Linked DNA regions of Mus musculus: region 2 is linked to region 1. A link is a contact called in public promoter capture Hi-C data. All regions are on one chromosome and are shown on one strand. The core of a region is the stretch at or near the end of the contact, and the rest is flanking DNA. Distances in the headings are between cores, read along the strand shown.

The links. Capture Hi-C pulls out chosen DNA fragments and counts their contacts.
Region 2: a promoter capture Hi-C map of pancreatic islet shows a contact between it and region 1. The contact joins the promoter of Fcsk here to the promoter of Il34 in region 1. A contact is called at or near these places in 12 of 39 promoter capture datasets (the 3T3-L1 cell line, 3T3-L1-derived adipocytes, cranial neural crest and 8 more), 1 of 484 Hi-C or Micro-C datasets (spermatogonial stem cells), 2 of 115 datasets of contacts at active chromatin or transcription factors (intestinal crypt epithelium and pancreatic cancer cells) and 4 of 9 other capture datasets (adipose tissue, embryonic stem cells, liver and 1 more).

What each region holds. Positions count from the first base shown.
Region 1 is chr8:110,803,166-110,808,753 of GRCm38.p6, reverse strand. It overlaps Il34 (interleukin 34), which reads left to right and starts at 2,830. Exons shown (of 7, transcript NM_001135100.2): 1 at 2,830-3,020. Gm15895 (a long non-coding RNA gene) reads right to left here and starts at 3,558. Exons shown (of 2, transcript XR_003947455.1): 1 at 3,259-3,558; 2 at 1-1,836.
Region 2 is chr8:110,899,395-110,904,982 of GRCm38.p6, reverse strand. It overlaps Fcsk (fucose kinase), which reads left to right and starts at 2,495. Exons shown (of 24, transcript NM_172283.3): 1 at 2,495-2,561; 2 at 5,046-5,150; 3 at 5,437-5,588. The coding sequence starts at 5,069.

The DNA of each region.
Region 1 (5,588 bases), core at 1,581-4,080:
GCATTCCTGTGGGGAGGGGGTTCTAGTTGGCCTGCTCCTGGAATGTTGCTGTTTTGGGTTTGTATAAAATGTATTGCTAGCAGGACATCTGCTGGAGCTGGGGGTGGAACTCCTGGTTCCCTGGCTCACAGGGAGAGAGAGAGGGCTGATAGCCAGGATGTTGGCTGCTCCCAGCCTTTCTTGAGAGCCGGAAATGCTGAGGTATCTTTTTCTTTCATCCACCCGGGCTTTCCGGATCTGTTAATTCCTTGCTTCTGTTTTCTATTCAAAGTAGAAATGCCGTGTTTGCATGAGTCACCCAGTCCCTCATCTACATATGAAATACTGTATATGTGTGTATATTTTAAGTTTATGCATGCTTAAGATTAATATCTTGAAAGCTTGTTCAAAAAATGCTGTGGGAGAGCAGATTGTTCAGTGTGGGGCACATGGTAGCAATTCAGTGAGCACTTAGACCTGTGGCTGTTGGTTTTTGTATTTGGGGTCCTGAGTTCTAGTGAACTGAAGACAGCACAAGCCAGCAGAGCTGTTTCTTGGGAAACTTGAAAAGCCAGCATTGGAAATGCTATCCCTAGGTTGGAGGGGAGGGTGTGGATAACCTGACATTCCCCCACTCGGGACCGTGAGCATAGTCTTGAAGCCTTGAACCTAGAAGAACTTAGGGCCATGTCTGATTTCCTCAGGTCAGAAAGCTTGGGAACTTGTGGGGTGGGGGGACCCAGGAAATCCCAAGTCTAAAAGCAGAGGCAGGGTTGACAGTCAATGTGTCACATTGGGAAATGAGAAGAAACATAGAAACGTGTCACCATGGCTCTTGACCCAGCTCAAACATAGAACTTGTCTAGGTATCAGAATAGACACCTGGTAACCCACCCAAGATCCTTTTGAGTATTTCTGAGTCTGGTGTAATCAGACCTAAACCTCACTAGCTGTGACTAGTGTTTGTTCAAAGCAAAACAGCAAGCATTAGTTGAGTTTGGAAGTTACAGCTTTAGAAAACAGACAGATGAACATCTGCCTTGAGGTGGCTGAAGGGCTGTCTTCACCATACCCTGCCGGAATCCAGAGGTGGCCAGCCTCTGTTTCTGGCCCTTTCCTGGCTCTCACATTTGCAACCCACAGAGCCACCCAGCAGGCACAGCCCCTTCTGAGAGACTAATTGTTGAGATTTCCCTTGTTGGGTTTTGTTTTTACATTTTACTTAGTGGGCATATATAGACATGTACATAGTCTCTTCCATGTGGGACTTTCAGATCAAACAGGTTTTCAGGCTTGGCAGCAAGTTCGTTTACTGGCTGCATCATCTCGCCAGCCCAAGAGTTGGTCTTTGATAAGGTTTAGGAAGAGTTTCATAGACTCCTTTTGAAAGGCCGGAGTAACGTGTGTGAATGGGACAAGTGCTAATATTTACTACGGGCTTCAGGGACTGGTGCTGTCCGAGAGACACACTGGGGACTCTGGCCTTTAGGTAGGCCAGGCTGTAACTAGAGAAGGCAGCTTTGCTCGTGAAGCTTGGAGAAACATCTGCAAGAGGCCATGTGGCAAAGAAATCTGTGGAAAAGCAGTTGACAGTGGAGTCTGATGACTTACTTGAGTGTGGCTGTGGTAACAGGAGGGTTGGCTGTCCTGAGCTCTGCAAGACCTGATGCCATCTTCATCCTGAATCAGCAGCCTATAAATTGAGCACTTGGAGGAAAGAAAGGACAGCACACCAGGTCCAGAGGCTCTGAAGAGTGGCATCTTGTGGCTGTGTCCCCATCTCTACCTCTTCTGTCTGACAGGATAGCCTTGACAGAGCTTTTGTGGAGGGCCTTTGTGGTGTGGTCCCAGTAGCCACTGCAAGGGGGGATGGAGAGTTAGCTGGGTGCATACCAGTGTGGGCACATTGTCTTCCTGCAAGTTCAGGGAATCCAGTTCTCTCAATCTAATTAAGAACGCCTTTCTTGAACAACACCATTCATTAGCATTTAGAATAGGGCAAGCCCTTGTGTCCAGATCAGCATTCCCAGACTAAGCTGTGTGGAGTCCCTTGAGTGGCCCTTTACTGAGAGAGGCTGTGTTTAAGTTGAGGAAAGCTAGTCTTCCTCCCTTGTTGATAACGATGCCTTCAAAACACCACCACTACCATTGCTATGTCTAGGTGGAAGAGCTGAAGGATCTTTCAGGGGATGGAAGTCACCACCTGTAACTACTCCAAAGACAGTCATAAAATTAGGGAAGAGTGGTGGCACAAGCCTATAATCATAGCACTATAAAGTCAATCTCTAGACTAATTTGAAGCTAGCCTGGGCTATACTGGGATACTAAAAGGTTGGCAAAGAAAGAGATGTTGTCCCAGCTGCACAGGGCCTTGTCACTATTACCAGGAAAGCAAAAGTGGCTATGTCTGCAGGTGTGGCTCAGAGTCTTCAGAGGTTCCCATGAGGGTTGTCTCAGGCTTTGGTGTTAGACCTCAGTAAGCAGCTGTGTGTGTTCTTGGGTAAACTACCTCCCTGCGCTCAGGTCTTGTCTGTAGACAGGTTAACAAGCCAAACAAACAAACCAAAAAAACAACAAAAAAAACCTCTCCTAGGTCCCATCAGCTGTACTCAATTTTGTAATGAAAGAGGTATTCCAGGTATTAAAGAGAGGACCTGGAATTTTCCCCTAAAAACCAGTTCAATCTACATAGAAACTAAAGATACCCCAGATTCTAGAGACACCCCATATTCACCCTCAGGGCTGTCCCCTTGCCTTGACTGACTGTGCTTGATGCTCCCTCCTACTCCACACTCCAAGACAGGCTGGGGCCATGTGGCCCCGCCCCACCCTGCCCTTGTTAGCTCCGGTTCTAGAAACAAATCTGAGCTGCTGTAGCGTGTGTCCCCCGCCCTCCGAGAAGACTGTAGGCTGAACACACAACAGCCTGTCCCACACAGCATTTACTGCCACAGCCCCCAAGGCACCTGCTCCAGGCCTTGAGCTGCTCAAAGCTTCCGGCGACGGCGACTGTAGAAGCCCACATCCTGGCAGGTGAGCAGGTAAGCAGAATGGATGGGTTTCTTTCACAAGGCTGCTCCCTCCCCGTCGCAGTCTCTGAGGGCCGATTTAACAGGCAGAGAGACTTGAGCCCCAGTCGATAAGGTGCTGGCTAAGAAGCTCTGAAATGGTATGAACTCTGCTGCGGGGTTTTTTTTTTTTTTTAATTTTTTTTCATCCAATGATTTCGCAGCCTTGCGGGAGAAAAATAGAGCTGTATAACTTATCAAATTGACTTACCTGTGCTTCCGTCCTGGTTCTGTCAGTTGGCAAATGCAATCTCTGAGTGCTTTTGGCTTCCTGGAACTGAACATTGCTTTAGCTCTTTATACCTTATTGTGCCATGTGCATGAATTATTACTTGTATAAACTTCCTTGTCAAAAATTAATTGAGGCTAGCTGGCATGGTGAGGCACTCTGGAATGCCAGCACATGGGAGGTGGAGGTGGGAGAATTAGTCACCCTTGGTTACTTAGCAAGTTCAAGGCCAGCCTCAAATTAAAAAAAAAAAAAAAAACTTTAAAAGAAAGGAAAACACAGGGCAGGGAGAGAAGTGTTTGCAGGGTGCTGAGGACCTGAGTTCTTTCTCTAGAACGTGTGTGAAGAAACACTGGGCATGGTGGCATGTTTGTAATCCCTGTGCTGGGGAGGTGGGGACAGGTGGATTCTTGGGGCTTGCAGGCTGGGCAGTCAAGCCTGCTTGGCTAGTTCCAGGCCAATGAGAGACCCTGTCTCAAAGAAAGGTGGGCAGTGACTAAAGGAATGGCACATAAAGTGATTCTCTGCCCTCTGCATTGCAACACACACACACACACACACACACACACACACACACACATACACACGGAGAGGGGGGAGGGAGAGAGAGAGAGATTGCATAGGTGAGCCAGTGTTTTAGAAATTATAATGAAGTGCTTCTACTTTTACACTTTGCTTTTTGTTTGTTTGTTTTGGGTTTTTTTTTGTTGTTGTTGTTGGGTTTTTTTGTTTTTGTTTTGGGTTTTTTTTTTTTTGAGACAGGGTTTCTCTGTGTCGCCCTGGCTGTCCTGGAACTCACTCTGTAGACCAGGCTAGCCTCGAACTCAGAAATCTGCCTGCCTCTGCCTCCCGAGTGCTGAGATTAAAGGTGTGCACCACTGCCCGGGTTTTTGTTTTTGTTTTTTTTTAATTAAACAGGGTCTTACTGTATAGCCCTGGCTGCCCTGGAACTTGCTATGTCGACCAGGCTAGCTTCAAACTCTGCCTGCATCTGCCTCTACACCTGGCAATAACCATTATTTTAACAATCTACGTGGCGTTGGCCACATTCACAAACTCATCTCAGAATGTCTTTGGTCCCAGTGAAGTTCAGTTGTTCTTAGAATGTTTTTGCAACCAGCAACTTGGCCTCCGTGGAGGACTGTGAAAATAAATTCCATCTCAATGAACATATTCAAACCGCCACGCCACCTCAGCCGCCTTCCACAGCATAGACCTAGGAGGTCTCAGGAGGAGCAGAGAGAGACCTCAGGAAGCCTGTAGGTGCCTCTCCTGGTCCCCACTGCACAGCTGCTGTGGTGGATTGCAGGGGAAACATGTGGTGCAGCATAGTGAGCCTCAGCTAAGCTGATGGATCCCGTGCGCTTTGCACCTCTTGCTGGGTCTGGCAGGCCATGGGCTCTCACTACATACACCTCAAGTGCCTTTCCTGTGACATGGAAACGAGAACACCTGTGCAGAGTTGGCAATGAGCCACCACAAGTAAACATCTGTCTTTGTCAAAGCTTCAGGGAAAGGTACCAGAGCAAACATCAGAGACAGGTAGAAAGATGCATTCAAGCCGGGCGGTGGTGGCGCACGCCTTTAATCCCAGCACGTGGGAGGCAGAGGCGGATTTCTGAGTTCGAGGCCAGCCTGGTCTACATACAGAGTGCTGTCCAGGACAGCCAGCGTTACACAGAGAAACCCTGTCTCAAGAAAACAAACAAACAAAAACAACAAAACAAACAAACAAACAAACAAAACAAAAGACAGATGGGTTCATTTTCTCAGCCAAAATATCTTCTTTTGATCTTTTTTAGCCTTGCTGTTCATTTTGCCTCCTCCCCAGAGCTTATTCTCCACCTAGAATAAATACCTGGGGCAGAGGGCAAGGACATCTTTGTGACAGTGCTAGTATTGTACGTGGGTTAGCTCCCTCGTGCTATTACAGGACATAGTTATTCATTTCTGGTCCCCTGATGCTCCAGTGTGGTAGATGGGGACTTTTACTCTCAGGGGATTTTTTTTTTCCAGGAAAGAATTGGGACCAATGTTGCATCGTGTTTAATGACTTGGCTTGTATGTGCACAGCAGGCTGATCTTGAACATTCCCTGAAAGTAATGACTCTGTACCTTGATTTGAATATAAAATAGAGGTTAGAAAGAATATTGGGAAACAGGTGGCATGAATGACGCTTCTAGCATATCTCATGCCTCGGAAGCTTCCAAAGGGCTCTTCCAGTCGGGGACTTTCCCTGGGCCATTACTAAGCTGAACAGGATGACAAGGTCTGGGAAGGACATGTTCTCTGCCCTTTGAACAGAATTAAG
Region 2 (5,588 bases), core at 1,246-3,745, 97 kb before region 1:
CTGTAGCTGTACAGATGGTTGTGAGCCTTCATGTGGTTGTTGGGAATTAAATTTTTAGGACCTCTAATTGCTCTGGTCAACCCTGCTCGCCCCGGTTGGCCCCACTCGCTCAGTCGCTACTTATTCCGACCCAAAGATTTATGTATTTACTATTATACATAAGTACACTGTAGCTGACTTCAGACACACCAGAAGAGGGTGTTAGATCTCATTACGGGTGGTTGTGAGCCACCATGTGGTTGTTGGGATTTGAAATCAAGACCTTCAGAAGAGCAGTCAAAGCTCTTACCCACTGAGCCATCTCCCCAGCCCCTCAAGACCTTCTCTTAACCACAAGCCCCTGTAACATCAAAGTCAAAGAGCAAATCGCACAATTCCAACATACAATGGCACAAAATATATGTTACTATTCCAAAAGAGAAGAAAGGGTGCATGGTGAGGAAGTGCTGGGCCAGAGCAAGGCCAAAAGCCAGCGAGGCAATTTTGAGTTTGTTCTCTTTTCCCACCTTTACCTGGGCTATGCAGGGGAGGATAACTTTGAATTCCCGATCCCCCTACCACCCGAGAGCTGGGATTCCAGGCCTGTGCCACCCCATCCAGCCTTAGAGAAGGTCACGAAGGAAGTTCATTACTGTGCAAATATATCAACCATATTCTAATTAAAACCTCCATAAAACATAAAACCCTAAACAGGGATGCTGAAGTGATTTCCAGTTCTGGGTTATGGCAAACAATGCTGTCACGCACAGCTTTTGCAAAGCTTTGCTGCAAAGTTTTCCACTGTAGAGTTGGAAGTTTCTTCCAGAAGGATCCACCTGAGAAAAACAGGGACGTTTCCTGTCAATGCAATTCTAGCTGCCTATGTTCCCTCCTCAGCAACAATGGCGAGCCAGCCTCTGCTTCTTCACAGCTCCTGAGGAAAATAGTGGCTTTGGGCTTCTGCCAGGGGAAAGAAATAAAAATGTTAAGAGAAAAGAAGAAGGGAAAGAAAAGAGAATCTGAAGAAATTGGGTCATGGTGGCACACGCCTTTAATCCCAGCCTTGGGGAAGCAGAGGCAGGTGAATCTCTGAGTTTGAAGTCAGCTTGGTCTCTGGAGTGAGTTCCAGGACAGCCAAGGCTACACAGAGAAACCCTGTCTTAAAAAAAAAAAAAAAATCTGAAGGATATGGTGGTGAGTTCGTACAATCCTAGCACTCTGGAGACTGAAGTAGGAGGAGTTTGAATGAGGGCCAGCCTGGGCTACATAGGAAGATCCTATCTAAAAAAAATAAAAAATAAAACAAAACAAAACAACCAAAAAACAGGTGGAGAGATGGATCAGCAGGTGGCTGCTCTTCTAGAGGACTTGGGTTTGATTCCCAGCACCCACATGGTGGTCACAATGGTCTTTAATTCTAACTTCTGGGAATCCAATACCTGCTGGCAACCTCTTCTGGAATGCACGAGGTGCAGACACACATGCAGGCAAAACACTCAGGCACATAAAATGATGGCATTGACGGTAATAATAAAAGCAAAGTCATTTTCATAATTATTCATTTTTATTTTCATATGCATTGGTGTTTTGCCTGCATTGGTGGTTTATGTCTGTGTGAGGATGTTGTGATCTGCCTGGTCCTCTGGAAGTGCAGTGAGTGCTCTTAACTAGTGGAGCTATCTCTCCAGTCCCTAAAATAATAACTTTTTAAAAATCCTTCTTAAGCGGGCTGTGGTGGCACATGCTTTTAATTCCAGCACTTGGGAGGCAGAGGCAGGTGGATTTCTGAGTTCGAGGCCAGCCTGGTCTACAGCATGAGTTCCAGGACAGCCAGGGCTATACAGAGAAACCTTGTCTCGAAAAACCAAACAGAAAACAAAAAACAGAAAAAAACAAACAAACCCCAAAACCCCCATCCTTTTTAAAAGGTCAAAATAAAGGGATTGGAGAGATGGCTCAGCAGTTAAGTTCTTCCAGAGGTTCTGAGTTCAATGCCCAGCCACCACGGGATGGCTCACAACCATCTGTTATGGGATTCGATGCCCTCTTCTGGTGTGCATGAAGACAGCTACAGTGTACTCATATTCAATCAATCAATCAATCAATCATTCAATTAATCAATAGTTAAGAAAGACTTAGCTTTAATAAAAAGTATTTTAAAAGGTCAAAATTACAGCCAGGCGATGGTTGCACACACACTCAATAGGCAGAGGAAGGCAAATGAGTTCCTGGACAGTGAGGGCTACAAAGAGAAACCCTGTCAAAACAAAACAAAACAAAACAATCAAAATATACTTTTACCTTGTACCCGAGTCACAACAAACAAACAAACAAACAAACAAACAAACAAACAAACAAAGAAACAGTTGGCCAGTGTCTTTAAGACACCTGTTCTCTCTGGAAATTTGTATATTTAGCACTCCTTGTAAGTTTGAGAACTTTGTCCTTTCAGTAAGGCGGGGCTGCGAGTAGGTTCTGAGGACTCTGGCGGGAGGCCGAATGAACTCCATTTCCCAGGGTGCGCCGCGCTGCATGCGCAGCCGCGTTAAAGAGCCGGCTCTGCGAGCGCTGGGCGGACGCAGGTATGTGGGTCCGCGGGGTCTTCAGTTCCACTGTAGTTTGGGGCGCCTTCCTGCGGGTTTCCCAGATCTCTGCCGTCGCCCCCAGCGCTAGTTAGCTGCAGGGGACCTCTGTAGTGCAGTCTTCTCTTGATCTGGGTTTTCAGAGGGAACCCCCACGACTTGCGGACACCTGGCACACCGAGCGACATTCCCTTGAGCCAGGGAGCTCTAGATGCCAGCGCTGCTCTGATTTTGATTTGAGTCGTTTTCCTGCCTCAGTTTACCCCACTGGGTACACATTGTATGAACGTATTGTTTACTATCTGGTTTTACTTCCAGCCAACTTCTTTCTGCCTCTTGTTCTTCAAAAAGCTGCAAATTAGAGTCTCCTGGGCCTGCCTCTCTCTCTCTCTCTCTCTCTCTCTCTCTCTCTCTCTCTCTCTCCCTCTCTCTCTCTCTCTCTCTCTCTCTCACTCACTCACACACACACATACATTCAACTTTTAAAGTTTTTAAAATGCTGAAATGTGCGTAGTCCCTACCTATACCATCTTTGTTCAATGAGCAGATTATGAGCTGGCATAGTGGCCCAGGCCTGTAAACCTAGTATTGGGAAGTGGAGGCAAGAAGATGGAAAGTTTGAGGCCAACTAAGGCTGCATAATATGAGCCTGTCTTAAAAATATGTACTTGGAGTGTGCGTGCGTGTATGCATAAGGGGCCTTATTTTATCATCCCTGGGTATGCTCACTCTCCTGCAATTTTCCTGAGGTTTCCTAGCACTGGAAAGCAAACAGAACTAAAAAAAAAATCAACCAACCAAAAATCCTTGACTAGATGAATTGGTGTAAGCTTTTAGCCAGGTTTGCTTTGTAGGACTATGTCGTAACTAAAAAAGAAAAGAAAAAAAAAAAAAAAAGACATAAAAAGTTCCAGTCCTCAAAACTCCAACTTGGATTGAGCAAATGAAGCTCTGTGAAAATGGGCAGAGTGCTGCTATAATTTCTTCTCTGTATTCTAAGATCACTGTGCAAATGCCACGTGTGACAACCCAGGACCATTCCTCCCTGTGACTGAGAACATAGACACGGGGACACACCCAGCTATTTATGCTAGCTCTACCTGACCTTAGGCAGCCTGCTTATTCTTTAAGCCAGGCTTCCTTTATGCCTGTGGTGTGATAAGATCACCTATTAGGACTGGTGAATGGCTCCTGTGAGCTGTCACTACAATGCCGTTGGCTAGGTGCCTGAGAAACACTCCTTAAGTGTTAGTTACTCTCCTGGCTGATCTGACTGGGAAAACTCCATAGCCTTGCTTGACTTCTTGAGACTTTTCCAGATCTTCCCCTACCCTCACCCAGCAACCCCATATTATTCAGAGTTGTCTAAATTTGCTTTTCTATCGCTGTGATAAAACTACCAAAAGCAACCTGGCGGGGAGAAGGGAGGGTATATGTTTTATACTTCCCGGTCAGGAACCCCAGGCAGGTATTTGGAGCAGGAATCGTGGAGACATGCTGCTTACTGGTTTGCTTTCTTGCTTGCTCAGCCCTTTCTTATATGACCCAGGGGCTCTCTTAGATGCCTCGGGATGGGGCCCGCACACAGTGGCGTAGGCCCCCTACATCAGCCATCAATCACCACAGCCTCTCAAAGACAAGCCCAAGGGGATTTGATTGAGGCAGACCTTCAGCTGAGGAGCTTTCTTCAGAGGTGACCTTATGTTATATCAGGGTGACAATTAAAGCCAGCACTATGGTCTTTGACCTGGAATCTATTTCAGAGCCTTCATTTCCTCCCAAACAGGGCTAGGCTAAAACTTTCTTACTCCACTGCCACCTTGGAAAGGTGTGTCATTCACTCAGCCACTGTCGGGCACCACATATTGTTTTGCGGAGGGGAACATTACAAGTCATGCTTTTTTTAAAAAAAAAAAAAAACTTATTCTTCTTTTATTTGCATTGGTGTTTTAACTGTATGTATGTATGTGTGAAGATATCAAGATCCCCTGGAACCGGAGTTACAGACAGTTGTGAGCTGCCATGTGTGTACTGGGAATTGAACTTAGGACCTCTGGAAGAACAGCCAGTGTTCTTAACTGCTGAGCCAACTCTCTAGCCCTTAAAGGCATGCTTTTTATTTTAAAAGTCCAGTGAACCGAGTTAAGGATAAGGAGGGGCTGGAGAGATGGCTCACTGGTTAAGAACACCTACTGTTCTTGCAGAGGTCTTGAGTTCAATTCCCAGGATATACGTGATAACTGATAGCTATCTGTAACTCCAGTCACAGGGGAACTGGCACCCACCTCTCACCTCCGAAGGCTCTTGGCACTGCACTCATGTGTTATAATGCACATACGCAGGCAAAACACTTACACACAAAATACAATAAAATTAAAAAAGAACCCATGCTTGTGTTAGAATTCATAAAATTATACCAGAACGAGTCACACTAACGTATGACCATCAGAAACATTCACGTATGCTTATACATTGCTGTTTCAGGAAGCCCCTCCATTTTGGCCAGAATGGAGCAGTCAGAGGGAGTCAATTGGACTGTCATTATCCTGACATGCCAGTACAAGGACAGTGTCCAGGTCTTTCAGAGAGGTAGGTGACACACCGTCCCCCATTTTCTTTATATTAGGAACTCTCTCTTCTCTTCCTTACCAGACCCCTGCTGCACTGGGGGCCTGGTAGACCTGGGTTGAAACACAGACTTTCTTCCTAGTCTTGATACCTGATATACACGTCACGTCCTTGGCCCTGAGAGAGAGAGAGAGAGAGAGAGAGAGAGAGCGCTAAATCAAAGTAATCAAATGAGTGTTCCAGTCATTTGGTTCAGGGCAGACTAGTGGTGACTGTGCGTGTCCCCCAACATTTATTTTGCTCCCAGAGCTGGAGGTAAGGCAGAGACGGGAGCAGATTCCTGCGGGGACGATGTTACTGGCTGTGGAGGATCCCCAGACTCGAGTCGGCAGCGGAGGAGCCACCCTCAACGCACTGCTGGTGGCTGCTGAACACTTGAGTGCCCGAGCTGGCTTCACT